7 separate regions of the Mus musculus genome follow, and regions 2, 3, 4, 5, 6 and 7 are each linked to region 1. The links are chromatin contacts, called in public promoter capture Hi-C and targeted proximity ligation maps. All regions are on one chromosome and are shown on one strand. The core of a region is the stretch at or near the end of the contact, and the rest is flanking DNA. Distances in the headings are between cores, read along the strand shown.

Region 1 (3,659 bases), core at 1,013-3,512:
TGGCATGTAGGTGTATATGCAGATAAAGCACTCATATACATAAATGTTTTAAAAGAGAAGAAGAAAGAGAAGAACTCTTCAGTGTAGGTTACTCAGCCTTTTGAACCAAGAGTGAGACCATCCCTTACCTGGTGCAGAGCGTCCGCCTTACTGGTGTGCTTCTGCCGGCTGCGCTGGGCAGCCACTCGGTTCTTCTGCTTCTTCTTCAGCTGTTTCTGAGACTCCCCAAGGTCCTATGAGGAAGGAGGCAGAGGTTCTGTGGTCCTGGCAGCGGCCTGCCTCCTCTACCTTGATCAGCTACTTGGAACGTTGTCTTTCTCAAGCCTAGTCTCAAGAAGTCCTGTTCTCCCAAAGTCTGTCTCCTCCCTCCCATGGCACTAACAGTCCTCCTGAAGACACTGCACTCCTTACAGTAACGCCAGCCCTACCCCGTGTCTAGCTTACAGCTTACTTAATAAGTAGGGAGGGTGGGATTTGAACCCAGACCATAGCAACCTCAAACACACATTCTCAAAAGTCAGCATTGGCTTCTTCTGAGTGCAATAATCTCAATGGTAGAACAGAGGCACATGGTATTTTCCCAACTGTCCACAGACAGTGAAGGAAAGAAGGTGAGAGTAGACACCCCAGAGTGAGCTGCCATTCCTATGATCTTCCAGCCCACAACCCCACAAAGGCAGCAGGGTCAGGGTCTGATATGATCCCATGTGCCTGTCCTCAACTCAGTCTAAAGGGGCTGGCACTCACTTACTGAAACAACATTTAATTTCCTCTGTGTGTGTGTGTGTGTGTGTGTGTGTGTGTGTGTGTGTGTGTACACTGTAGGAGGACAGCCTTAAGTATCATTCATGTTCAGAAGCCATCTGCCTTCTTTTAATTTAAGTTGTGTGTATATGTGGTGACCTGTGTATGCATGTGAGTGTCTGTACCCTTGGAAACCAGAAGCAGGTGTTAAGTCCCCTGGAGCTGGAGTTACAGGTGATTTGGTTGTGAGCTGCCCCGTGAAGGTGTTGGGAACCAATCTCGGGTCCTCTCCAAGAGCAGTGAGCATTCCTAACTGGCCCCCACCTAGTTTGTTTGTTTGTTTGTTGTTTGTTTGTGAGATATAGTCTCTCACTGGTCTGGGACTCACCAGTAAGACTGGGCTGCCTGGTCAGCAAGCGCCCCTCTCCCAGGGCTGGGCTTACAGGTGCTTGCCACCTAACCAGGTGCTTTATGGATGCTAGGGACCAAGCTCAGGTCTTTAGGCTTCCGAGACAAGTACTTCACTGACTATGCTATCTCCCCATCCCTTCAACAAACATTTATTAAACATCTACTATGCACCAGGCACAAAACTAGAAGGGCACAGAAGTGGGAAAAAGAAGAAGAAAAAGGAGGAGTAGGAAGAGGAGACAAAACAAACAAATAAAATTAGGCAAAATGGCAAGATGTAATGGAAGGATTAGTTCAGGCCAGACTTGGCTACATAGTGAGTTTGAAGCCAGCCTGGGATACACGAGATCTTTCCTCAAAGCAGGAATGTCACCTACCTGGCACAGAAGAGATCTACAAGACTCCATGCTCACTCACAGGGCAGTGGGGCGGCTGCCTAGAACTGATGGAGATTCCATTGGGCAGAGAGGACTGCTCCTGAGAGCTCTGAGCCCTCCAACCCCGGGGACCACAAAACTTAAATGGAACTTGAAGTCAAATGCCTAGAGCGGGACCCTGTCTCTGTCACTCCACCTCAGGCAAGACTCCAGCCACTCTGGCTGAGGACTCTGCATGTCCCTTGGATTGTGGCTATATCCTCCTCAGGGCAAACTTCAGACCAGAATAGAGGCTGGAGAAAGACAGAGTCAGCGAGGAAAGAAGGCAGCTGTGATTTGGGAGACTAGAGAGAGAAGGGAAGGATCTGGGAAACGCTGCAAGGTGAGAGCAAATGGATTGCGAGGAAGCAGTACGCACGCATGCAGGGTCCAAGTTCAAAGCTGGAGACTGGTCTGCAGTGTGAGCGCCAGGAAGTCATTCCAGTGCCCAGGAGGAACTAAACCGTGAGATGGGAGTGTGCAGCCCAGTTCCCAGGTCACACAGATCATGGTGACCTTACTGCAGCCTTCCTTGTCTCTCTCCATAGCGTTTCTTTCCTAGTCCCCTGTACTCACTGTCTCAGTCAGCAGCTCGCTACTCCCACAGAGTTGCATGGCTTAGGCAAGGGGAAAAGAGGTTCAGTCTGGTCCTGGATGTCCCCTCAGCAGCTGTCCCCTCCCAGTGACCTATGGAGGCCCAAGGAAGTGGTGGCTCTTTAAATCCCCAGTGGCCACTCCGCCCCTAGCACACCCAGTTTCAGTTTCTCCTAAAACCATGGGCTGCCCAGAATCCCTGGCTCTTGCTCGCTCACGCTCACTCACGTGGGTGGAACTTCCTAACAAGAGCAGCCTTCCGGTTAGGCCCCTTCTCTAGAAGAAGGATGGTGGAGGGTAGATGGGAGCAGTTAACAAGACCGTATCCTGGAGAGGGCTGGCAGGATGCCAGGGACAGAACCTAGAGGAAAAGCGGGGTTGGGGTGGGGTGCGTGAAGGAGCCCCCATAGTCTCTGAGAAAGTCCAGGTTCACAGTCCACACTGGAGCTGTGCAGCTTTGAGAAGGTGATTCACCTTCTCTGAACTTTGGTTTCCTTATCTATGAAGGGTATGGGTAGGGTGGAGCAAATTTCCAGGCCTGCGGCTGGGTGTGCCTGGTGTGGTACTTGCACTGGAGAAGCAGAGGCAGGAGAATCATTCATGAGTTTGAAGCCAACCTGGGCTACATAGTAAGAACTAAAAATTCTCAAAATATAAAAGTTCCCAGGCATAACAAAAGAACTGTGACAACACGACCACTCCAAACTCTCTGAGACCGATGTTGGACTCATGCAAAAAATCAACAATCAGAGCTGGCGTGATAGTGCTCGTGACTGCACGAACCTCCAAATCTCAGGACTCAGAGGCAGAGCCCAGCAGGTATCTGAGTTAAAGGCCAGCCTGGTCTACAGAGTAAGTTACAGGACAACCAGGGCTAAATGATGAGACCCTGTCCCACTGATGATGAAGAATTTAAACTTTTTAAATTTAATTTATGCATACCAGTGTTTTGCTTGCATGTATGTCTCTGCCCTACATATATGCCCCGTGTCCTCAGAGGCCAAAAGAGGGCACTGGAGCCCCTGGAACTAGAGTTTCAGATATTTATAAGCAAAAATGTAGGCGCTAGAAACTGAACCTGGATCTTCTGGAAGAATAGCCAGTGCTCTTAATCGCTGAGTCATCTCTCAAGCCCACAAAATAAAACTTTTAAAGGAATCTTTATGTCCAAGTTTATATTTAAAAAACAAAAAGTGCTAAATCTGGGCACAGTGGCAGATGCCTATAATCCTTGGGAAATGGAGGCAAGAGGACCAGAAGGACAAGGCAGTTTATGGCTACACAGAATTGGGGTCTAGCCTGGGTTAGAAGAGACGGTGTCTCTTAATAAATAAGTAAAGTAAATAAAAATAAAAAGACTGCAATTGATTAGTAGTGTCTGCCATGTCGTGATGTCTGTAATGACCAGAGTTATGCAACACAGGAATCTTTTGCCATCTCTAGAACTGGTCCTGAAGCCAGCTTGAGCCTTAAGAGATGAGCCCTGGTGCTCTG
Region 2 (3,657 bases), core at 292-2,791, 780 kb after region 1:
GACTTTGCCATGCTTTCCCCAACATGCCAGGGGACCTAGAAATCTTAGTGAACAGGACCCTGCCTCTGAAGGCGCTCAGTCTCGGGGTGGACCTTCAAAGGTGCCCATCCCCCACACCAAACCACACCAGCGAGGTGCTACACCGGAAGTCCAGAGAGGAGCAACGACTATCAGATGGGAGTGTGTGAACCCTTAACTTAAACCCTTAACCCTTTACTCAACCCAAAACAAAGCAACCAAACTAAACAAACAATCAAACAAACAGAAACCCAGGAAAAGTCGAGAAAAGCATGTAATCCCAGCCTGGGCTACATAGTTAACAGGCTAGACAGAACGGGAAAAACAAAAAAAGGAGGGAAAGCATATACATGCACAAATGTGCCGAATTTGCACTCAAGCCTGGAGTGGCCATGCACACGAGAGGCTGACAGAGGGACTGTGGTGGGTTTGAAGACAGCCAGGGGTAAGTAACAAGTACTAGACCTACCTTTACAAAAAAAGAAAACTAGAAACAAACCATCACTCAGTATCACCAGGTTTATAGGCACAAATTCAAAGAGCACTCCAAAGCCTAGTTAAAAAGGTCCAATCCAGCTGGGCGGTGGTGGCGCACGCCTTTAATCCCAGCACCTGGGAGGCAGAGGCAGGCGGATTTCTGAGTTCGAGGCCAGCCTGGTCTACAGAGTGAGTTCCAGGACAGAGAAAACCCCTGTCTAAAAAATAATAATAAAACGGTCCAATCCATCAGTCTAGGGGACATAGGATGACGGTAGCGTTCGCTAAAAGAAAGAGTATTTTCCAACTCTGGATGGAGCCCCGGCACTAGGGAGCTTGCTTGGACAGTCACTGGAGAGGGGGCTGCCCACAGAGAGACTTGAGGCACAGAGCACCACGAAGCGATCAGAGTGGAAGGGGAAGGAGGCAGGGGAAACTTCTAGCTCCGGAGATGATGACCCAGTACCATGCTAAAGTTCTTACGGCTCTACGACTACCATCTTAGATGGCGCGAGAGGGTGGACGGCGCAGTCTCTACAGGTGCGCGTGCGCAGAGACCAGTAGCTGGCAGGCGGGACCGCGCACCCTCAATCAGTCCCTCCCGTGAGCCTTTGGAGGTTCCCAGGCAGGCCCCGGAAACAGCCCCTCTTAGTTTCCGGCAACAGGAACGGGGCGGTCGCGCGACCCGGAAGCGTTCCCATTTCGCGTCGTCTGGGCTAGGGTAGCGGCCCGGCTCCAGGCGGACGCAATAATCATGGGGTCGTCAAAGAAGCACCGTGGCGAGAAGGAGGCGGCCGGGACGACGGCTGCGGCCGGGACTGGGGGCACGACCGAGCAGCCGCCACGGCATCGCGAGCATAAGAAACACAAGCACCGGAGCAGCGGCGGCGGCAGCAGCGGCGGCGAACGACGGAAGCGGAGCCGGGAGCGTGGGAGTGAGCGCGGGAGCGGGCGGCGTGGGGCGGAAGCCGAGGCCCGCAGCGGCGCGCACGGTCGCGAACGAAGCCAAGCGGAGCCCTCGGAGCGGCGCGTGAAGCGGGAGAAACGCGATGACGGCTACGAGGCCGGTGAGGGCGGGGCCCGGGGGCGGGGCAGGGTCTTGGGATGCCCAGGACGGAGGGTACGGGAGGACCTCGAGGGCCATCTGCCTCTCGGGTTAAAGACGTCCTCCGGGTGTTTGGGGTTAAACGTTGACGTCTCCACGTTAAGCTTTAAGAAGACAGGAGTCTTCCTGCCTTCCCTGTCTTCCTGGCACTTCACAGCAATGCATTGGGTGGGTGAATGAGGTGGGACGAGCGTGTACAGACAATCGACCAATAGCTCATAGCGGAGACATGAAGCAGTAAGATAGGCTTGGGTCTGAACCAGCGCTGTAAGCCCTGTTGAGAAGTTTGGGCTTTGTTATGAGGATGGTAGGGAGCCAAGGATTTGAGTAAGCAAGTGACTTGAATTGCATGATATTTTATGAAGATCAGTGGGTTGAGAGCTTGTCAAACGTAGGACCAGAGATCAAGAGATCGGGAGGGAGGTCCAAGCAACCAGGTGAGGGCTAATAGTATGCATGTTTCTCTATGCAGCGGGCCGGAGAGAAGTGGACAGATTGAATAGGAATTCGGTCTGATTGGCCTGGTGAATGGAGGTGTCATCTGTTGGAACTGAGTTTAGAAGAGAAGCAGATTTGAGGCAGGGGAGAATGACACAGTTTTGGGAGAACTTTATGTTTGGTGTATATGGGAAACCTTACAGTTTAAGTGAGATAGAGTGACTTTGGGCTGGTGTGTATTCAGGAAACCAAAGAAGTGCCTTAGAACATGTGGAATGAGAACGAGAGTCAGGCATAGAACCTGCTAAATTCCAGTAGTTCAGTTGTGGGCAGAGGAACATGTTGAGGAGCATAAATAGTAGCCAGTGGCAGGAACCCACAGTCTGCCCATAGGATCTATGCAAAGAGAGCATTGCTGAAGTGTGATCCACCACAGGACATTAATCTTTTAAACAAAGGATTGTTTTTATGTTAATGCATTTGAGTATTTTACCCTCATGTGCCCGTGCCAGCAGAGGTCAGAAGAAGGCATCGGATCCCCTGGAACTGAATTAGATGGCTGTGAGTTGCCATATGGATTCTGAGAACCAAATTTGGGTCCTCTGTAAGAACAGCAAGTGCTCTTATCCCCTGAGACATCTCTCCAGTCTCCAGATCAGAAATTTTCTTGAAAGTAATCTGCTAGTTGGAAAAAGGGAGACTTGGGACTTGACAGTTCCCACAGAAAGTGGAGTGGTGCCAAGGCAGAGAAAGGGACTGTTGGGTTAAAGAAGAGAGTGACTGCAGTGGTTGAATACGGCAGAGATTTTTGAGAAGATGCCCTCCTGGTAGGGCCTGGTTGGGGGAGCTAAATTTGATGCATCTTCCTCTGTATGGTGTTTGTTGAAGTTCTCTTCTGTTTGTGGGATGGGTAGAGCAGGTCCAGGGTGCATGCCTGCTTATTTATGTTCTTGTTTATGTACATGTACCTGTTCAGCAGCCATGGATGAGCTGGGTTACCCTGAAAGGGGGGCTGGAAATGAAAAGGACTGGGTGCGAGAGAAGGATGAAGCCAAGACAAACGTTTCTGCACGGCTCAAAGTTCAATAGTCAGCCCTGCATTTATATAGGGAGAGCCCGCAGATTTGTTTCTGCTGGACTGAGCTGCAAAGTGAGCTCAGTGGGCAGTCTGCTCCTGTGGGAAGTTGACTCCACCTGGGTCTGGGTCGTTACTGTAGCCTGCTCAAGGCTGGGGGAAGGGCACGTGTATACATCGGGCGTGGAACACTGCTGTGGGCAGAAAGGGCCAGAAATGGTGAGCAGTGCTGTGCAGTTGAAGGCAGAGCCTTAACTCTGGTTAGTAATTGAACAGGGCTTCATGGTGGTTCGAACTCAGAAGTCCACCTGCGTCTGCCTCCCAAGTGCTGGGATTAAAGGCGTGCCCAGCCCACTGCCCGGCTCTTGATTCTTGATAGAATTTTATCGGGGCTGGTGAGATGGCTCAGTGGGTAAGAGCACCCGACTGTTCTTCCGAAGGTCTGAAGTTCAAATCCCAGCAACCACATGGTGGCTCACAACCATCCGTAATGAGATCTGACTCCCTCTTCTGGAGTGTCTGAAGACAACTACAGTGTACTTAC
Region 3 (3,415 bases), core at 241-2,740, 830 kb before region 1:
TTTTCCTGTGCTGGGGATGGAAGCCAGGGCTTTGCAGCAGGCAGGAGAGAGCTCTGCTAAGGAGATGCATTTCTGCCCCAGGCCTCACTTTATTTAACATGGGAAGGTGCCCGCTTCATGGTGGGCATATTGGTAGACGCCTATAAGCTTAGCACTTGAGAAGGGCAGGCAAAAGAATCAAGAGTTCAAGATGAGGCTAGCTTAGGCTACATGACATTTTGTCCCCAAAATGAAAAATGAGGCTTTCTAGATGGTGCCACAATTAAAAAAAGCACTGGCTGTTCTTCCTAAGGACCTGGGGCCGGGTCCCAGCACTCACACGGCAGCTCCCAACCACCTGTAATTCCTGTCCCACTGGAATGCAATGCTCTCTTCTGGCCTCTGCGAGAGCCAAGTATGCACGTGGGGCAGGCAAAACACTCATGCACATAAAAAACCAAAACCAAAACCAAGACAAACAAACAAACAAAACACTACAAAAAGAAACCAGAACAGTGTGTCTGCTCCAGGGAGAGTAACATAGCAAGCACTAAGTATCCGCCCACAGCGGCCATTCAATAAACATCAGTTGTTCAGTATGCTCCTCTGTCCATCCTTGGGAAGTGTTGATTGGGCCAGTTGGTCGAAAGAGACATCATGAAGTCCAGCCTAGACAGGGGCTCCTCTTCCAGAGGATATGAAAGAGGTTCTGGGCCTTGTACATTTTTTCCCCTGTACATTTGGAGGGTGTGTCTATTCTGCATTCCTCTTGGGGCAATGTTAAGAATTAAAGTCGAGGAGACAGAGGTTCCAGTTGCTCTCTGGGCTCCCACCATTCCTCCCAGTTCCAGCATGGTTACTTACCAGCTCGCATGGGAAGTCCCAGCTTCAAGGCCCCGTGGCGAAGGGCATAGGACAGAGCCTTAGACAGCTGCACATTTCGGTCCTGAAAGAGTCCAGTGATGATCTGAGTTTCAGTAGCCAGCCCTGGATGTCCTACTGCTAAGGCAGGCTAGAACAGCGCCCATGGTGCTGCAGTCTACCCCACCAAGAAGCTAAGGCTCAGAGGGTCTCTCCCATGTCCTAGCGTTGTGGGTAAGGCTGGAAAGGTGCGCACCTGTTCCCGGGGTCTATGAGTCCTTCTACCTTCCTTCCTCCTTCCTCCAGGGGCGTTCATGATCAAGACCTGTAGGGAGCAGGGAGTGTGGGTTCTCTGCCCAGAAAGTTACAAAAGCTCAGGATAAGAACCGCACTGCTCATCCCACCCTAGTTCAGCAAGGGAACTTGAGGCCCAGCGGGCGAGACTTGCTCAAGGTCACACTGGCAGCCTCGAGGCCCGAGGGATCCGGACCAGACCCCGGGCCCTGAAATCAGATCACAGCACGGCTGCCCCGGGCACCGGGCTGGCGTATGCGTTGACAAGTAGGTCGGCGGGTCTGCATAGATCTGAAGGGCTCCACTGCGGAGGGCGGGATCCGGACCTGAACACGGACTGGCTAATGGGAAGCCAGGAAAGAAAGGGGCGGGTACTTCCGCTTGGGGAAAGGGGTGGACTTTGGGGGCCGGGCCAGCCGCTAAATTCCGAGATCAAGCTTCCAGATCCTGGGAGTAGATCAAGCGTGTCCAGGTTGGAGGTAGGACTCCTGGAGTTGGGGGGGGGGGGGGCGGGGGCCTTGAGAGTTTTGGGGACCTAGTGCTGCTGGGTGGTAGGGTTGCCAGAGGCTTTAGGGGTTTGGGACAGCAGGATTCCAGGGCGCCTGCTGAGCTCAGTACTCTTGCTGGAATGATGCTCGCAATAAGTAGTCAGGGATCTGCAAAAGGACTGGGGAGCACTCAGGAGTTCTGTGGAAGAGAGGGTCAGCTCGTTTCCTAGAGTGACAGGATGGCCATCTGTGTCCTCTGCCAGAGCTGCCCTGTCAGACTATGGACCCCGAGGTGTCCCTGCTGCTGCTGTGCCCTCTTGGGGGACTTTCCCAGGAGCAGGTAGCAGTGGAGCTGAGCCCGGCTCATGACCGTCGTCCATTGCCTGGAGGAGACAAGGCCATCACTGCCATCTGGGAGACTCGGCAACAGGCCCAACCTTGGATCTTTGATGCTCCCAAGTTCCGCCTTCACTCAGCCACACTGGTGTCCAGCTCGCCTGAGCCACAGCTGCTCCTGCACTTGGGTCTAACTTCCTACCGGGACTTCCTGGGCACCAACTGGTCCAGCTCAGCCTCCTGGCTGCGACAGCAGGGCGCTGCAGATTGGGGTGACAAGCAAGCCTATCTGGCAGACCCACTGGGGGTGGGTGCCGCACTGGTCACAGCTGACGACTTCCTTGTCTTCCTGCGCCGCTCTCAGCAGGTAGCGGAAGCTCCCGGACTGGTGGATGTACCCGGTGGGCACCCTGAACCTCAGGTAAGATGACTGGCTAGGTCCAAAGGCTCAAAATCCAAGCACTCCTGGTCCTGGTTTCCTCTTCTCATAAAGGGAAAACCGGCTTGGTATTTCTGAGCCTGCAGGCGCATGCTCTGCTGTCCAGGAGAATGTGGGGCCCAGCTGAGCACAACCCATGACTCTCCACCACTACTGGGAGGAAACAAGGTGCTCACTGCCATCTGGGAGCCCCAGCCATAAATCTAAGCTGGAACACACCTATGGAAGCTAGGGAACATGGGAGGAGAGACTGAAGGGAGGATGCCTCTTCTTATCCGATCCATGTAATCCTTCCTAGCTGGGCTTCCGATTGCTCTCCTTGGAATAGGTGGGCCTGGGTTAGGGATTGCCAGGACTCTCACACTGAGTCTGCTCCAGGCCTCCATGCCCAGCAAGAGAAAAGCGGCGGTGTGGGAAGTGGCATAGATGAAATCTGAGCCTCAACTTTTCACAGGCCCTGTGCTCTGGTGGCATCCCCCGGCACAAGGACCTCCCCGGGTTGCTGGTGGTACGAGAACTCTTCTCCAGTGTCCTACAGGAGATCTGTGATGAGGTGAGCCACCAGGACCCCAGACAGCATAGAGGGTATGGGTAAGAGGGTAGAATTGGCTAGAAATCCACAGTGCTGGGCCAGAGTGGGTCTGCATGACCCTCTCTGGCGTTGAGGAAGAGTGTGGAGTTGAAGCTGGGCCGGTGATTAAAGCTGGGCCTGTGATTCTTTGATGCTCGGTTCTCCCCACCCCCCACCCCCACCCCCACCCCCAGTGGAAACAATGAAAACTGTCTGTGTTTGCCAAAAAGTAATGAGAGTGTGTTACTGAGTCAGCCTCACTTGGGTACAAGGACTTCCCTGGATATCTGTTCCATTTCTCATCTGTAAAATGAACATGCCCAGAACCTGTATTCTGTATTATGGGGCACTTGACCGACAAGACAAACATTCGAGGGTCACAGCCATTGAGGATTGGGGATACACTCCCTTTGTTAGACTGTTTGCCGAGCACAGCGGTTCTCAGTC
Region 4 (3,502 bases), core at 520-3,019, 700 kb after region 1:
TTCTCTGTGTAGCCCTGGCTGTCCTGGAACTCACTCTGTAGACCAGGCTGGCCTCGAACTCAGAAATCCACCTGCCTCTGCCTCCTGAGTGCTGGGATTAAAAGCATGCGCCAGCACCCCTGGCATGACTAGGTATTAATAACTACCATCATTTGACAATGTTTGCCAGCCTTTGGCATTTTTCCTTAAAAGAATGCTTACTTATTCCTGTCCTTAAGTTCAATTTAGCATCACGACCGTCAATCTCTGGCTCTTCAAGAGCCTGAATTAGAACGGATTCTCCTGAGTAACTTGGAGTGAACCAAGCAGCATACACACACGAACTCATTCTAGACACAAAGGAAAGGCACTCAAGGCCTATAAAGGTTGTAGCAAGAGCCCAGACCCATACCCATAGCCATCTGCGCCCAGTTTACACCCTGGTACTTCTCCCTTAAAGACAAGGCATGAATGCTACCAAAACGGCTCATGGATAAGGTAGGATCTAGCTCCCTTGTCGATTTCAAGGGATAGATGTGGCCAAGAACAGCATCTTCTAGGCAGGAGTACCATGAACAAAAACAAACTTGGGGCTCAAGAAATGTTAAGTCCAGAGAGGTCTATAGTGACCCAACCTGAGTCTGAAGGTCGAGGACAGTGGGAGCCAATGAAAATCTATAAGCAAAGGAAAGCCACGGTCAGACTGAGCCTAAGCCTGGTCCGCCTGGCCAGAGGGGAGGTGGAGGGAGGAGAGGGTTTATATGAAGAAGGAACTGGTTCCACAATCATGGGCTAGACCACGGGCTAGAGGTGGGGCTAGAGTAGTAAGAAGGATCCAGAGGTGGGCTAGACAGGTAGTGGTGTTATGTGTAGAACCCACCTGCCTCCGGCAGCTCTTGAGAGTAATTCCTGTTTTGGTGCTGATGTCATCCAGGTCTTTCTTGGTACCCTTGGACAGCTTCTTGCCCAAGACCTCCCGAACAAAGGCCTCATCAAAGGTGTAGTACCTTGTGGAGGCACAGGTCATTATTGGTGATCCATTAGGGAAGGAGAAGGGAGTTTGGAATTGGTTTCTCTTGTTCTCAATTTTCTAATTTCCTGAGTTCACCCCATCTACCCCTGTGTATATCCCAATACCCTCCCCCCAGACTCAGCTTCAGTCTACAAAATGGGTATAAGTCAGATTGACTGACATCCCTGCCAGTACCCACCCCCGTCCCCCACCCCTGGTGAGCACCTCTCGATGAGGAGTGTCTGTCGGGAGGGAGGAATCTGGAAGATGAGCTGGTGCAGCAGCTTCGGCGGCGCGTGCAGCAGACGCTCAAGCATGTGAAAGGTGCGGTAGTGGTCCATGGTGTCGCTCTGCAGCACTCCTGTGGTGGCTCCCGTCTGCTCCAAGATTCCGGAGCGTACTCGCAGAGCCACTGCATCGTTCACTGAGGAGTGGGCGCTACCATAAGACCCTAGAGGCCCTCCAGGGGTTCCACCTCCACCTCCAATCCTTACACTTCCCCGACTTCCCGCAGTCTGTCCACTTCCCTAAACCAAGCCTAAATCCTAGCCACGCCCCCTCTTCCCGATCCCCAACAACAGCTTCCCGGGAGGGCGGCTCACAGACCTGAGTAACCATCCAGCCAGAGGCGATACACGTCTTCATCTATAAGGGTCGTGTTCCCCACGAAAATGTCTAGTTCGCTGGTCATGACGATGCCCGGGCCGGGTTCGCCCGAAGCTGGAGCTTGTACGGGCCCCGGCCGGGCGAGTAGCCGCAGAGCGACTTCCGGGAGTTCGGAGATTTTGCTCCGGGCACCCGGAGCTGATGAAGGACCACTTCCGGGACGGAGCTAGTGAGACACCGCTCAGCTCTGTGAACGGTTTTTCGGAAGATGTCGGGATAGTCTTCTCTCAGTCTACCCTGTCTTGCAGATTCTCCCGTTAACCCCTTCTGTCACTCCCATCTTCTCAGTTTTCTCAGAGCCTCCCAGTTTTGACCTGTATCCTAAATTAGAATGTTTCCAAGGTTCTATCGTAGCGATTGCTAGGTGTATGTGGCCCTTACTTCCATTGTCCATAAGACAGACAGATGACCATTTTTCTTGTTCCCGGAGTGTATTTATTTTTATTGTTTTGAATAATGTGTATGTGGGGAGAGGGTGTGTACGTGTGAGTGCAAATGTTCTTTGAGACCTGAGGTATCAGGTCCCCTGGAGTTAAATTTACAGGCAAATATGAGTTAGTTGCACATATGGTTGTGGTTCCTTGCTTGTAACCACTTAGCTTTCTCTCCAGCCCCAGTTTTTCACCACATACTACACCCACACACAAGCTAGTGACTTCACTTAAAGTCTTTCAGAGCTCTGCCTGGAAGTAGGTATCTGCAGGGGCACCCATCTAGTAAGGCTGTCTTCTTTGTCTTTTCATGAGGCAGTAAAAGATTTACACAGGAGCCACCAAGCCTGAGTTCGTTCTCCTGCACCCATACTGTGTAAGGAAAGAACCAGCTCCAGGTTTTGTTTTGTTTGTTTGTTAAGACAAGGTCTTACTTTGTAGTCCAGGCTAGTCTAAATTGGCAGCAGTCTTTGATCTTCAACCTCCCAAGCATTGAGATTACAGGATAGGAACCACCAGTATACCTAGTCCTTATCACCTGATCTCTACATATGTATGCACTGTTGTATAATACATAAATATAGCTTACTGGCTATAATTACTAATAAAATTAACCCTGTATAACCTTTAATCCCAGCACTTGGAAGGCAGGCAGATATCTGAATTGGAGGTTAGCCTGGTCTACAGAGTGAGTTTCAGGACAGCCAGGGCTACACAGAGAAATCCTGTCTCGAAAAATGGGGGAAAATGAGTTCTACAAAAGCCAGTTCATCTCAGTGCACTTGCGGGTTGCTACCTAGAGACAGGGGGAGGAGGTCCTGGAGGAGGTCCTGGTTTATAAGACCAGGTCTCCCACTCCACTTCTGGTCCCTAGGCGGAGCACATTTTAGGGTTTCTAGACAGATCCCTCTCAGCTCCAGTCTGTTTCCCTGTACTCTTATCTCCGTGGCAGCCTCAGCACCCATCTCGTTCTAGAAACCTGGGCTATCTCCCAAATTTCTCTCTTCAGGCATTCAGAGCTGTTGATGTGCCTGCTGAGTGCCTCTCTCTGCGGCTTACTCCCCGCCCCACTGACTCAGTGCCAGCCTAGTTCTGCACAGCTCTCTGTTCACTGACACAGTGTTATTCATCTACAGTGCACTCTGCCACCAGAATCCACCCCACACAGCACACGTGGAGACTTCTTTGGCGGGGACAGAGTTGGGGACAAAGTCTCCTACAGATCAGGTCTTGAATTTGCTGTGGGGAGGATGACCTTGAATTCCTGAGGCTCCTGCAGCTCCCTTCCAAGTGCTGGGATTACTGGCAAATACCAACACAACTGGCTTCAGAAAAGTCTTTTTAAAATGTATATTTTCTTGACTGTGGTGGTTCATGCTTGTAATTCCTACACAGAGGCCAGAGAATCTCCGTG
Region 5 (3,811 bases), core at 136-2,635, 810 kb after region 1:
ATTTCCCGTAGGACACCCAGGCCCTGAGTGACTATCCAAAGCCTCCCAGTTAGAAAGATGGCACCTGGCGTGACTCACCCCTCTTCGGAGGCAAGTCTTTCTTTTCAAACTCAGCCTGAGCTAAGAACATAGACAAGAACTTGACCTGGTAGCACAGGCTTGTAATCCCTGCCAGGAGGCTGAAGCTGGGAAGCCACAGACTCAAGGCCTGCAGTCTACAGAGCAAGGGCTTCACGGTCAGCCTGGGTGATCAACAAGTCCCTATCTAGAGATAAGGAGTAAAACGAGGGCTGCATGCCGGGCATGGTGGCGCATGCCTTTAATCCCAGCACTTGGGAGGCAGAGGCAGGCAGATCTCTGAGTACGAGGCCAGCCTGGTCTACATACAGAGTGAGTTCCAGGACAGCCAGGGATACATAGAGAAACCCTGTCTTGAAAACAAAACAAACAAACAAACAAACAAACAAAAAAAACGAGGGCTGCAGGTGAAGTGTTTGCCCAGCATGCATAAGACCCTAGGTTCAAGCCCAGCAAAATGAAATGAGGCTAGGGATATTAGTTGGTAGAGTGCTTGTCTCTAGCACACATGAAGCCCTGCATTCTGTTCTCAGCACCAAATAAAATATGATGGTAATGCTAGCACTTGGAAGGGAGAAGCAGGGAGATCAGGAGTTCAAAGTCATCCTGAGCTATGAAATTCAAGGTCAGCCAGGGACACACAAGATCTTATTTTATAGCACACACACACACACACACACACACGACTTAGGCTCTTCAGTATACTTACTTACTAGGGACCAGTTGAAATCGTTGCACATATTACTTCTCCCTTCTGTGCCATGGCGTCCCACCTCTGCAAAGTGAAAGGGTCAGCCAACCGGGTCCACCATGGCTGTGAGGGACAGTAGTGCCGGCTTGAGTAGTAAGGACTCCTACCCACCCACCGTTTGTTTGCATGGCACCCGGCCTCTCTTAGGCTCTTTACCTGTGTCAGTTCATCGATCCTTATAGCATTTATTTTTCAGAAGAAGAAATGCAGGCTGGGAGTTATAATTTCTCTAAAAATGGCACGATAAGAAAATGGTGGCAATGCCGGATGATAGTGGTGCACACCTTTAATCCCAGCACTCGGGAGGCAGAGGCAGGTGATTTCTGAGTTCGAGACCAGTCTGGTCTACAAAGTGAGTTCCAGGACAGCCAGAGCTACACAGAGAAACCCTGTCTCGAAACAAACAAACAAACAAGAAAGAAAGAGAGAGAGAAAGAAAGAAAGAAAGAAAGAAAGAAAGAAAGAGAAAAGGAAATGATAAAATGATAGCAGTAAGAATGTAACCATATAATTGCTTTTGGCAACTCAAACGTCAGGGCCCTGGTATGAACTGTTCTCTCCCTCCTGGGAGATAGGAATGATAGGCCAGCATCTCTACACGTAGAGGTTCTGGGACCTGTGTGCCATCTCTGGTTCTTACACTGCGTAGGTAGGGGAGGTGCACCCGCCTCCAGGCACCTGCAAGCTGGTCCAGGCTTGCTAAGGAAACAAGCAGGCGTTGGGCGGGGCCGGGAGGGGCCCGCGAAGGCTGTAAAAGCCGCGCAGGATGGAAGTCCAGACACTGAATCCGCGGCTATGGAGCGTCCTCACTTCCCGCTGGCGATGGGCCTTGGCCTGCTCGCATTCTGCCTCCTGACCCTGTCACCTGACGCCCGCGCCGAGCTGCGGAGCCGCAGGACCGGAGAACGCCAGAACTTGTCACCCACCGACCCGCGGGTGCAAAAGGCCGCACAGGCAGCTGTGGCCAGCTACAATATGGGCAGCGACAGCCTCTACTACTTCCGAGACACCAAAGTCATCGATGCAAAATATCAGGTGCGGTGGCTGGGACAGAGGTTGTGGGACAGGTTATGGAACAGAGTGGCTGTGGAGAGGGACAATTTGGAGAGGGACAGGGACAGGGGGACCGAGGACAGGTGACAGGAGACAGGAGATAAACAGAGAGCTGCTTAGCTTGCTACCAAACACAAGGGGGCACTAAAACCAACCATAACCCCCAGACCTTTCTATGAAATACTTCAAAACAAAACAGATTAGTAAAGTCCTCTGGAAGCAGCGCTATCTAACTATCAAAGAAATGCAGGATGCAGCCTCCTTTGGCATAACTAACCTCACTTCCCCAACCTGCCAGGTGGAGTGGAAGGGCCCAGTGTAGGTGCCACATACCATTCACCTTTACAGTCTAGCCGCAGACAGGAGCTCTCCAGCTTCTTGCCCAGCCTAGGGCTCTGCTCACACACAGAAGTTCCTGCCTCCACTCCAGGTCTGAATATGTAGGTCAGAGGGTTGCATTTGCCTGGGAGAGTGGAGACTCTTAGAGGGAGGGAAAGCATAGACACACAGGTTGGACTCCCAGGCATCTCTCACCTGCCCTGTTTGGTTCCCAGCTGGTGGCTGGCATCAAGTACTACCTGACTTTGGACATAGAAAGCACAGAGTGCCGAAAGACCAGAGTCTCTGGAGAACACATGGACCTCACCACCTGCCCTCTGGCTGCAGGGGGGCAGCAGGAGGTAACAGCACCGACCCCATCCCAACCCCATGCAGGGTCTGAGGCCCTTAGCTTGTCTATCCTGACCAGTCTATCTGGTCAGGCAGAAGCCTGGCTCCACCTGTTCGCTTTGGCTCTTGTATGACTCAGGCCAGGGTGGAGTGCAGAAGAGAGACTGGGGATTCCTCGTGGGGTAGGAGTTGCCTGAGATAAACCTGGGAGCATCTCCTGCCTTCTGATTCCATGTTTTGGGACCACTCATGGTCTGTCCCCGGCTCCAGAGAGACGTGGCCGTCAGGGGGGCTGACTTCTGGGAGGAGGAGGTTGCTGCCAACCTCACCCTCCTTGTCCTCTGTGCTTCCCTCTCAGAAACTGCGTTGCAACTTTGAGCTCCTTGAAGTCCCCTGGAAGAACACTACTCAGCTTCTAAAGCATGACTGCGTGCAGGTGTGACCGGCCCCAGGGTGACAGAGTCAGGGCCCCATGGGAACAAGCATGGTGGAGGCGCCTCAGGGCCACGGGCCACGTCTGTTGCAATAAATCTGCAGCTCTGCTTCTTGCACTGCTTTCTCCTGTGTGTTTCACTCACCCTGACCCTCACTCTGCTCCCAGTGACTCTCAGAACCCCACAGCTGACTGGGCACCATGTCCTTACCCTCCAGGGGAGCCCCTACTGATCCCTCTGAGGCAGTACTGAGGGTAGGGTCCTCAGAGGAAGCCCCTCTTCCAGACATTTTCAGTGGTCTCAGAGGAGGAAAGAAAGACACAGAAGATGGATACCGGAGACTAGCTACAGTAGGGATGTCTGTGTGAGCCAGTCCAGCCTCTCTCCCAGGGTTCATGCTGGGACTCCGAGGAGGAGGGTGTCAAAACCTGGGGTCAGGAGGGTCGCAAAGCCTGATGGCTCAGACCAGTGAGTTTTTTAGTGACACAGCTCTTGTTATTGCCCTCAAATGGTGAAGCAGCAAAGAGCACCAGCCAGCGGCTTACAGGGCCCTCATGAGACCTTGCTTGCTTTTAGCAAGGTACATTCTGCGACAGCAGCAAAGCCTTTCATATCTCGGTAGCTGGAATGTTTTTCTTTTTTTCTGAGGAAGGGTTTCTCTGCATAGCCCTAGCTGTCTTAGCACTCACTCTGTAGACCAGGCTGGCCTCAAACTGAGAGGTCCACCTGCCTCCGCCTCCCAAGTGCTGGGATCACAGGCACGCACCATTCCAACTCAGCATGTCTGGAACATTTGACCACATATATATTGGGGGAATGTCAAGTT
Region 6 (3,942 bases), core at 363-2,862, 650 kb after region 1:
AGATCTTCAGTGGATCTTGAATTTTTATCACCAGTTCTCAGCTTCTCTCCACTGGATCTAAATTTCTCTCTACTCAACTTTGCCTTCTCTCTGATGGACCCCCGCCTCTCTCCACTGTCTGACACCTTCTCTCTGATGGACCCCCGCCTCTCTCCACTGTCTGACACCTTCTCTCTGATGGACCCCCGCCTCTCTCTAGTGTCTGAAATCTTCTCTCTGATGGATCCTCGCCTCTCTCCACTGTCTGACATCTTCTCTCTGATGGATCCTCGCCTCTCTCCACTGTCTGACATCTTCTCTCTGATGGATCCCCGCCTCTCTCCACTGTCTGATACCTTCTCTCTGATGGACCCCCGCCTCTGTCTACTCTCTGTCGCCTTCTCTCTAATGGATCCCCGCTTCTCTTCACTGTCCGTCTTCTCTCTGATAGACCCCCGCCTCTCTCTACTGTCCATTTTCTCTACAACAGACCCCCGCCTCTCTCTACTGTCCATTTTCTCTACAACAGACCCCCGCCTCTCTCTACTGTCCATTTTCTCTACAACAGACCCCCGCCTCTCCCTACTGTCCATTTTTTCAGCAGAAGACCTCCGCTTCTCTCCCCTGCCTACCACCTTGTCTCCAATGGGTACCCGTTTTTTCAAGTTCTCTCCACTAGACTCCAGTTCCTCATTCGGCCTCAGCTGATCCCCTCTGGACCTCAAGTCCCCTCCAGTGGTCCTCAACCTGTCCCTAGATTTCAAGTTTTCCCCACGCTCTGCAGTCATCTCTGCACTCGTAGTTACACCAGCTTTGAGTCTATCCTCCAACTCTCTCCAAATCTCTGGGCTGTCATACTCCAAACTTGCTCGAGCCTGCACCGCCCTTCTTACACTGCTCAGGAGCTTCGCGACCACTGCCTCCTGTTGCAGGCCCGATTTCTCTCTTGAGAACTTCTTCCCGGTGCCCTCCAGCTTCCAGTCCTCAGATTCCAACTTTGGGTTAGACTTTTGCACGTTTCTGTCCAAGAGTTCCACTCTCTTCCCAATCACGATGAGTCCATTCCAGGGTACCCACACCTTCTCTTTCTCTCTCACTTGCGCCTTCTTGCAGTGTGACTTCGGTGGCGATTTCCTTTGGTCCCCCCGAAGAATATGGGCGCGGGGTATCCGGGCCTTATTGCGTCCCCGCGGCTCCTTAAGCTGCTTACTCCGTACTTTCTGGCCCGGGTGTGAAAACTGGAACGGAAGCGCTTTCTCCACAGACATTGCAGCCTGCCCTCGTCCCTAGACCCCCTGACCCACTCGAGTTCCCCATTCCTCCCTACCCAAACCTCCCTCCCAACCCTCGCCCCCCCTCCGGACTCCCCGCCCCGCCCACCGCCTGGTGGCGCCAAGCTGCCCTAGTGCGCATGTGCGCCTCTGCTCGTGCCCGTTAGAAGAAGGCGGGTCCCGGAACGGCCGGATTCGTAGGGGTCCACCTGCGGGACTGACACGTGACCTCTACCCTCAGGCCCTGGCCTATCCTGGTCCGGCTTTCTGGTGCCGCTTAAATGCCCACGTAAGATTGATAGGCCTCAAAGCCAATAGAGGCTCATGTGGTAAAACTGCTGTCTAATCAGAAGGAGCAGCTGTGGGCAATGGGACCCACCCAGGGAGGCCGCAGCTAGTGTCAATGTCAGCTGATAGCATCCCTACAAGGTTCCCTCACCCAAGCTCTTGGAACGCGCAGGCCGTGGCTTGTCGTAGGATTCCTGTATATCCCAGCTAAGGAGCACCATGGAGGAGCAACATCAGGAAGCTGGAAATGAGAGTAAGGTAAAGGAAGGAAATAAAACGTCTTCCTACTCCACCTCACTTCATCATACCATACCAAGCAGGGAGAGAGATCTGAGCACGGGAATGCGGCGCTTCTAAGGCCCCTGCATAGGGCCAGGTTGAGGATGCAAAGATAATCAGGATTTTTGTCCCAGCCTGCATAGATGGAATCCCGCCTCTGCCCCCTCCCCCAAATCAACTCAGTACTGTCGTGATGGGGGAGAACAAGGCAGTCTGCAAGCGACTGAGAAGGGTGAGAGAGTCCTGTTGAGTTTACAGGCTCACCTGTGTATTCGTGCCTATATATTTGTAAGACCATCCATCCATTCTTCGTTTATTCCTCTCAGCCTCAGTCAGCAGTTATTGGGGAGCTTCATTGTTTTGGATTGCATCAACTCTCACTTGAGGTAGGAGTGTAGTGAGCTGGGACAGAGATAGGGGATGGAGCTGCTGTGCTGTGTTCTGAAAGTCACATCTCTGTCAAGCAGAGTGGGTGAGAGTAGAGATAGACATCAAGAAGAAAACCAAGGACAAGGGGTCCTGCTGCAGCAAAGAGCTAGTCTGCCTGTGTTTGAAGGGGGGGAGTGAGGGCAGAAAGCCTGCCTTGGTAGTGTCACACAATCCAAGAAGTGGCATTTGGGATTCAAATGGAATTTGGAGGGCTGGCCATGGCTTTCTGTTTATACATGTTCATATAGAAATGTATATAAATAGCCAGGCATGGTGAGACACACCTTTAATCCTGGAATTTCAGCGGTAGAAGCAGAGGCAGAAACAGGAAGACCTTTATGAGTTCAAGGCCAGCTTGGTCTACATAGAGTGTTATAGGCAAGCCAGGGCTATATAGTGAGATCCTGTCTCAATAGTAAAAGGATGTATATATGTACATATGCCGTGTGTGTGTGTGTGTGTGTGTGTGTGTGTGTGTATGCTTAGAACATGTTTATAAAGTGATTAGAAGCCAGATATAATCCCAGCACTTATGAGGGTGGGGCAGGAGGATAACCACGAGTTTAAGGCCTGCTGGAACTACAGTGTGAGAGTTTGTCATAAATACATAAATTTATTTTTTAAAAGATTTATTTATTTTATGTTTATAAGTATACTGTAGCTGTACTTGTGGTTGTGAGGCATCATGTGGTTTCTGGGAATTGAACTCAGGACTTCTGCTCACTCTGGCCCCGCTTGCTCCGGCCTCACTCGCTCTGATCCAAAGATTTATTTATTATTATATGTAAGTGCACTGTAGCTGTCTTCAGACACACCTGAAGAGGGCATCAGTTCTCATTATGGATGGTTGTGAGCCACCATGGCGTTGCTGGGATTTGAACTCAGGACCTCTGGAAGAGCAGTCAGTGCTCTTAACCTCTGAGCCATCTCTCCAGCCCCATAAATTTATTTATTAGAACAATGCCTAATATATTATAAGGCCAAATATAAATATTACCTACTGGTATTGTTGTGGGTGCTATTCCTGAGTGGGTACTGAGAATGCGTTCTGAAAGTTGAATTATTAAACTGATGAATGTGCCCAGATTTGTACAGGCAATATTTTCTGAAAATTCTTTTTAATATTCATTCTCTAGATTAAATACTGCCTTCACAAAAGATCTTTCAATTTCAAAGGCAAAGCTGGAGAGATTGCCCAGTCCTTAGGTGCTCTTGCGACTCTTGTAAAGGACCTGAGTTTGGTTCTCAGCACCCAAATTAGGAATCTCTGAACTGCCTGTAGCTCCAGCTACTGGGGCTCTGATGCCAGGGCTATACAGAGAAATCCTGTCTCAGAAAAGAAGGAGTGGGGGGGGGGGGAGAGGAGGAGGAGGAGATGGTAATCCCCTGATCTGACTGTTTCTATTATATGCATATTCCAAATTATCATCACTGTACCTAAAAATATGTACAAATGTGTCAACTCAAAGAAACTAGAAAAGATATTTCTGGCCAGTGAGATGGCTCTTTGGGTCAAGGCCTTGCCACCAAGCCTGACAACCTAAGTTTGATCCCAAGACCAACATGATAGAAGGAGAGACTCCTACCAGTTGTCCTCTGGTCTCCATATACTACCATGACACACTTGTGCCCGCACACATATGCACACAAACAAAAACAATAAAAAAAAAGAGAGATCTTGCCTTGCCTGCCTCAA
Region 7 (3,474 bases), core at 373-2,872, 760 kb after region 1:
GGTAGACCAGGCTGGTCCTGAACTCACAACAGAGATCTGCCTGCCTCTGCTCTCACGTGCTAGGATTAAAGGTGTGCGCCACCTCAAAAGTCACAATCTCTGTGCTGGTCACTTTAGCCTGGTCTCCGTGACCTCTCCTGACCCCAAGGCATCCTGACTTCTGCTCTTCTCTCTCAGCACCCCTCAGCTCAAGTGTGTGACAGTCTCCCTGACGAGTGTCTTCTCTGGACCCACCCCCATCTGACTTCCCATTAGCAGCCAGTGTTGGAGTCTTCTAAAGTCACTAAAGAAATCTCTGCTAGCCTGGCATGAAGGCACACACCTTTAAGAAAATTTGAGGCTAGCCTGAGCTGCAGAGTAAGATAGTGGAGGTGACCCCCCTAAAACATAAAATAGGGGATAGTGAGGTGACTCAATGGGGAAAGTGCTCTCTGTGCAAGCCGGATGACATGAGTTCAATTCCCAGAACCCACATGAAAGTGGCAAGAGAGAACAAAGTTGACTTCTGACCCCACATACATGCTGTGGCAGTAGCCACCCCCTTCCTATCATGCACACACAATAACAATAAAAATAAATAGAACAAATGAATGAGTGATTTAAAATAAAGTGACTGGTTTTACGTCACCGTCAGATCTCTGAGCTTGACTCACTCTTACTTTGTGTTCGCCTCTCTGAACTTGATTTAGAACAACACAGTTGCTGCTCTCCTGGCCAGTGGAGCCCCTACCATCGAGCACAGAGGGAAGCGTCCTTCCTATCCTCACCCTCTACTCCAAACTCCTGCTCTCCTATTGTAAAGGGATGGGAGGAGAACGGTGGTAAAGGAGGAGTGGGCATGACTGGCTCCTCCAGGTGCTGGATAAAGCTACTCCAGCAAGATAAAGCTACTCCAGCAGGAAGAGATGCTCAGCAGATGGGAGAGTGTACCACAGATGGGAGAGTGTACCACAGATGGGAGAGTGTACCACAGATGGGAGAGTGTACCACAGATGGGAGAGTGTACCACAGATGGGAGAGTGTACCACAGAGGGTTCAGCTTCCAGGTCCCACATAGCGGCTCATAACGATCTGTAACTTCAGTTTCAGTGACCAGCGCCCTCTTCTGGACTCTCTGGGCATGTGGGGCACGGACATACACGCAAGCAAAACATCCTTACACATTTAAAGAGTTTAAACTACAAAAGCTGTTCTTATCTGTGGGTGCTGCCTGTGTTTTCTGGGACACCTTTCCAGATCGACCCCAACTTCAGCAAATGGTAGCCCCTATGTTTCGATGGCTCTGATTTTCTTCCCTCTGGCACACGCAGACCCATTCTATGGGGGCTCCCCTCACAGGATCCGTTTTTTTACCTTAGGGTTAGTCAGTCTCCACTGCCAGGCCATACGCTTGCTGGAGGTCACGGCACTACTGACGCCCTGGGCCACCACAACACCAGTGAGCCTCTTGAGCTTTCTTAGAGCACTTAGTACCAGATTTAGAATTAGAAGACAATTCACCAGTCAGGCGTGTGGTGCAGGCCTTTAGTCCCAGCACCCAGCAGGGGCAGGTGGATCTTTGAGTTTGAAGCCAGCCTGGTCTACAGAGTGAGTTCCAGTCCAGTCAAGGTTACATGTTGGGAGCCGCCCCCACATTCGCCGTCACAAGATGGCGCTGACATCCTGTGTTCTAAGTGGTAAACAAATAATCTGCGCATGTGCCAAGGGTATTTTACGACTACTTGTACTCTGCCTTTCCCGTGAACGTCAGCTCGGCCATGGGCTGCAGCCAATCAGGGAGTGATGCGTCCTAAGCGAAGGATAACTCCTCCTTAAAGGGGACGGGGTTTCGGCCATTCTCTCTTGCTCTGCGCGCCCGGCGCTCTGGCTCCTAAAGATGTAAACAATAGAGCGCGCTCTGCGCTTTGGCGCGCCGGAGCTCTGGCTCCTAAAGATGTAAGATTGGGGTGGCTTTCGCTTTTGGGGCTGGGGGTTTGCGCTCCTGGCTCCTGAAGATGTAAGCAATAAAGTTTTGCCGCAGAAGATTCTGGTTTGTTGTGTTCTTTCCTGGCCGGTCGTGAGAACGCGAATAAGAGTTACACAGTGAAATCATGTCTTGAAAAAAAAAACAAACATAAAAAAGGAGGAGGAGGAGGAGGAGGAGGAAGAGGAGGAGGACAGGAAGAGGGAAAGAAGACAGTTTAGTAGCTTCAGGTTTGAGATCTCAGCAGGATACCAGCTGTTTCCAAACTGATGTCATTACCAACTCACTCTCTCAAAATTTACCCTAGAGGCTGGCAAGACACCTCAGCGGGTAAAGGAGCCACGAAACATAACGTCAACCTAAGCTTGACAGCTGAGACTCACACGGCAGAAGGGGAGAACTGACTATAAGTTATCCTCCCAGTGGTCACATGCATCCCAGACCACACACCCCAGCCTATCCACAAATAGATAAATAAGTGTAAAAGTCTAAGAAATCTACCCTTGCACCGGGAGCACGTTTCAGGAGGCAGGGTGCGTGCCTGGGATGCAAGAAGCCTTGAGTTAAGGGTCCAGCACCAAATAAACCAGGCACAGTGGCGAGCACTGTAATCTCCACGCTAGGGAGGTGGAGGCAGGAGGATCAGAAGTTGAAGTTTATCCTTGTCTGTATAGCAAGTTCAAAGCTAGCCTGGGCTACATTAGACTCTTTCTTAGATAGATAGATAGATAGATAGATAGATAGATAGATAGATAGATAGATAGATAGAATCCAATTTGAATCCATTCATACTTCTGACAAGGATGAGGGTCAAAAGTGGCAGAGTGTGGATCAGGCTGGGGCTGGAGAGACAGCTCAGAGGATAAGAGCACTGGCTGCTCTTCCAGAGGATTTCGGTTGGGTTCCCAGCACCCACATGGAGGCTCACAACTGTAACTCCTTTCCAGATCCAGTGTTCTCTTCTGACCTCAGCAGGCACTGAATTCATGTGATATACATACAGATATACTTGTGGGTAAAACACCCATACATATCAAGTAAAAATGTCAATATTTTTTAAAAAATTAAAAACAATTAAAATGTGGCACACACTTACAGTTCCAGCACTTGGAGCCTGGGCAAGAGGATCAAGAACTCAAAGCCAGCCTGGGTTGCACAGCAAGAACACATCTCAAGAGCTAGGCTTGGTGGCACATACCTTTAAACCCAGCACTTGAGAGACAAAGGCAGGCAGATTTCTGTGAGTTGGAGGGCCTACCTAGTCTACAGAGTGAGTTCTAGGACAGCCAGGGCTACAGAGTAAGGCCCTCTCTTGAAAACAAACAACAAAAAACCCTAAACAACAAACAAACCTGTCTCAGGCAAAAGTGCAATGGGTTGGAAACTTCTGCCTGTAATTCCAATATATGAGAGGTGGAGACAGGCGCTGAAGAGTTCAAATCCATCCTTTGCTACATATAGCTTGAGGCCAGTGTTCAAAACATAAGACCTTGCCTTTAACAAATAGAATA

Evidence for each region. Promoter capture Hi-C pulls out the DNA fragments that hold promoters and counts their contacts.
Region 2: a contact with region 1 is called in a promoter capture Hi-C map of liver, with 4 times the contacts expected there. A contact is called at or near these places in 1 of 39 promoter capture datasets (liver) and 1 of 130 datasets of targeted methods (bone marrow-derived macrophages).
Region 3: a contact with region 1 is called in a promoter capture Hi-C map of liver, with 2.4 times the contacts expected there.
Region 4: a promoter capture Hi-C map of liver shows a contact between it and region 1, with 5 times the contacts expected there. A contact is called at or near these places in 3 of 39 promoter capture datasets (erythroid cells, liver and pre-B cells), 1 of 130 datasets of targeted methods (bone marrow-derived macrophages) and 2 of 9 other capture datasets (adipose tissue and liver).
Region 5: a contact with region 1 is called in a promoter capture Hi-C map of pre-B cells, with 4 times the contacts expected there. A contact is called at or near these places in 2 of 39 promoter capture datasets (liver and pre-B cells), 1 of 130 datasets of targeted methods (large pre-B cells) and 1 of 9 other capture datasets (liver).
Region 6: a contact with region 1 is called in a targeted proximity ligation map of bone marrow-derived macrophages, with 9 times the contacts expected there. A contact is called at or near these places in 1 of 39 promoter capture datasets (liver), 1 of 130 datasets of targeted methods (bone marrow-derived macrophages) and 1 of 9 other capture datasets (embryonic stem cells).
Region 7: a promoter capture Hi-C map of liver shows a contact between it and region 1, with 5 times the contacts expected there.

Annotation. Positions count from the first base shown.
Region 1 is chr19:6,163,042-6,166,700 of GRCm38.p6, reverse strand. Batf2 (basic leucine zipper transcription factor, ATF-like 2) reads right to left here and starts at 2,262. Exons shown (of 3, transcript NM_028967.2): 1 at 2,148-2,262; 2 at 129-233. The coding sequence starts at 2,186.
Region 2 is chr19:5,386,220-5,389,876 of GRCm38.p6, reverse strand. D330050I16Rik (RIKEN cDNA D330050I16 gene) reads right to left here and starts at 1,541. Exons shown (of 1, transcript NR_033224.1): 1 at 1-1,541. Sart1 (squamous cell carcinoma antigen recognized by T cells 1) reads left to right here and starts at 1,174. Exons shown (of 20, transcript NM_016882.3): 1 at 1,174-1,562. The coding sequence starts at 1,250.
Region 3 is chr19:6,994,206-6,997,620 of GRCm38.p6, reverse strand. Trpt1 (tRNA phosphotransferase 1) reads right to left here and starts at 1,490. Exons shown (of 7, transcript NM_153597.2): 1 at 1,097-1,490; 2 at 844-925. The coding sequence starts at 1,156. Nudt22 (nudix (nucleoside diphosphate linked moiety X)-type motif 22) reads left to right here and starts at 1,584. Exons shown (of 6, transcript NM_026675.2): 1 at 1,584-1,613; 2 at 1,886-2,379; 3 at 2,852-2,950. The coding sequence starts at 1,903.
Region 4 is chr19:5,458,874-5,462,375 of GRCm38.p6, reverse strand. Fibp (fibroblast growth factor (acidic) intracellular binding protein) reads right to left here and starts at 1,769. Exons shown (of 10, transcript NM_021438.4): 1 at 1,598-1,769; 2 at 1,217-1,415; 3 at 860-986. The coding sequence starts at 1,682.
Region 5 is chr19:5,347,148-5,350,958 of GRCm38.p6, reverse strand. It overlaps Cst6 (cystatin E/M), which reads left to right and starts at 1,385. Exons shown (of 3, transcript NM_028623.5): 1 at 1,385-1,864; 2 at 2,437-2,562; 3 at 2,910-3,811. The coding sequence starts at 1,625. The coding sequence ends at 2,993.
Region 6 is chr19:5,508,187-5,512,128 of GRCm38.p6, reverse strand. It overlaps Snx32 (sorting nexin 32), which reads left to right and starts at 1,612. Exons shown (of 13, transcript NM_001024560.3): 1 at 1,612-1,796. The coding sequence starts at 1,758. It also overlaps the pseudogene Gm31166.
Region 7 is chr19:5,404,963-5,408,436 of GRCm38.p6, reverse strand. It overlaps 4930481A15Rik (RIKEN cDNA 4930481A15 gene), which reads right to left and starts at 1,622. Exons shown (of 4, transcript NR_027938.2): 1 at 1,354-1,622.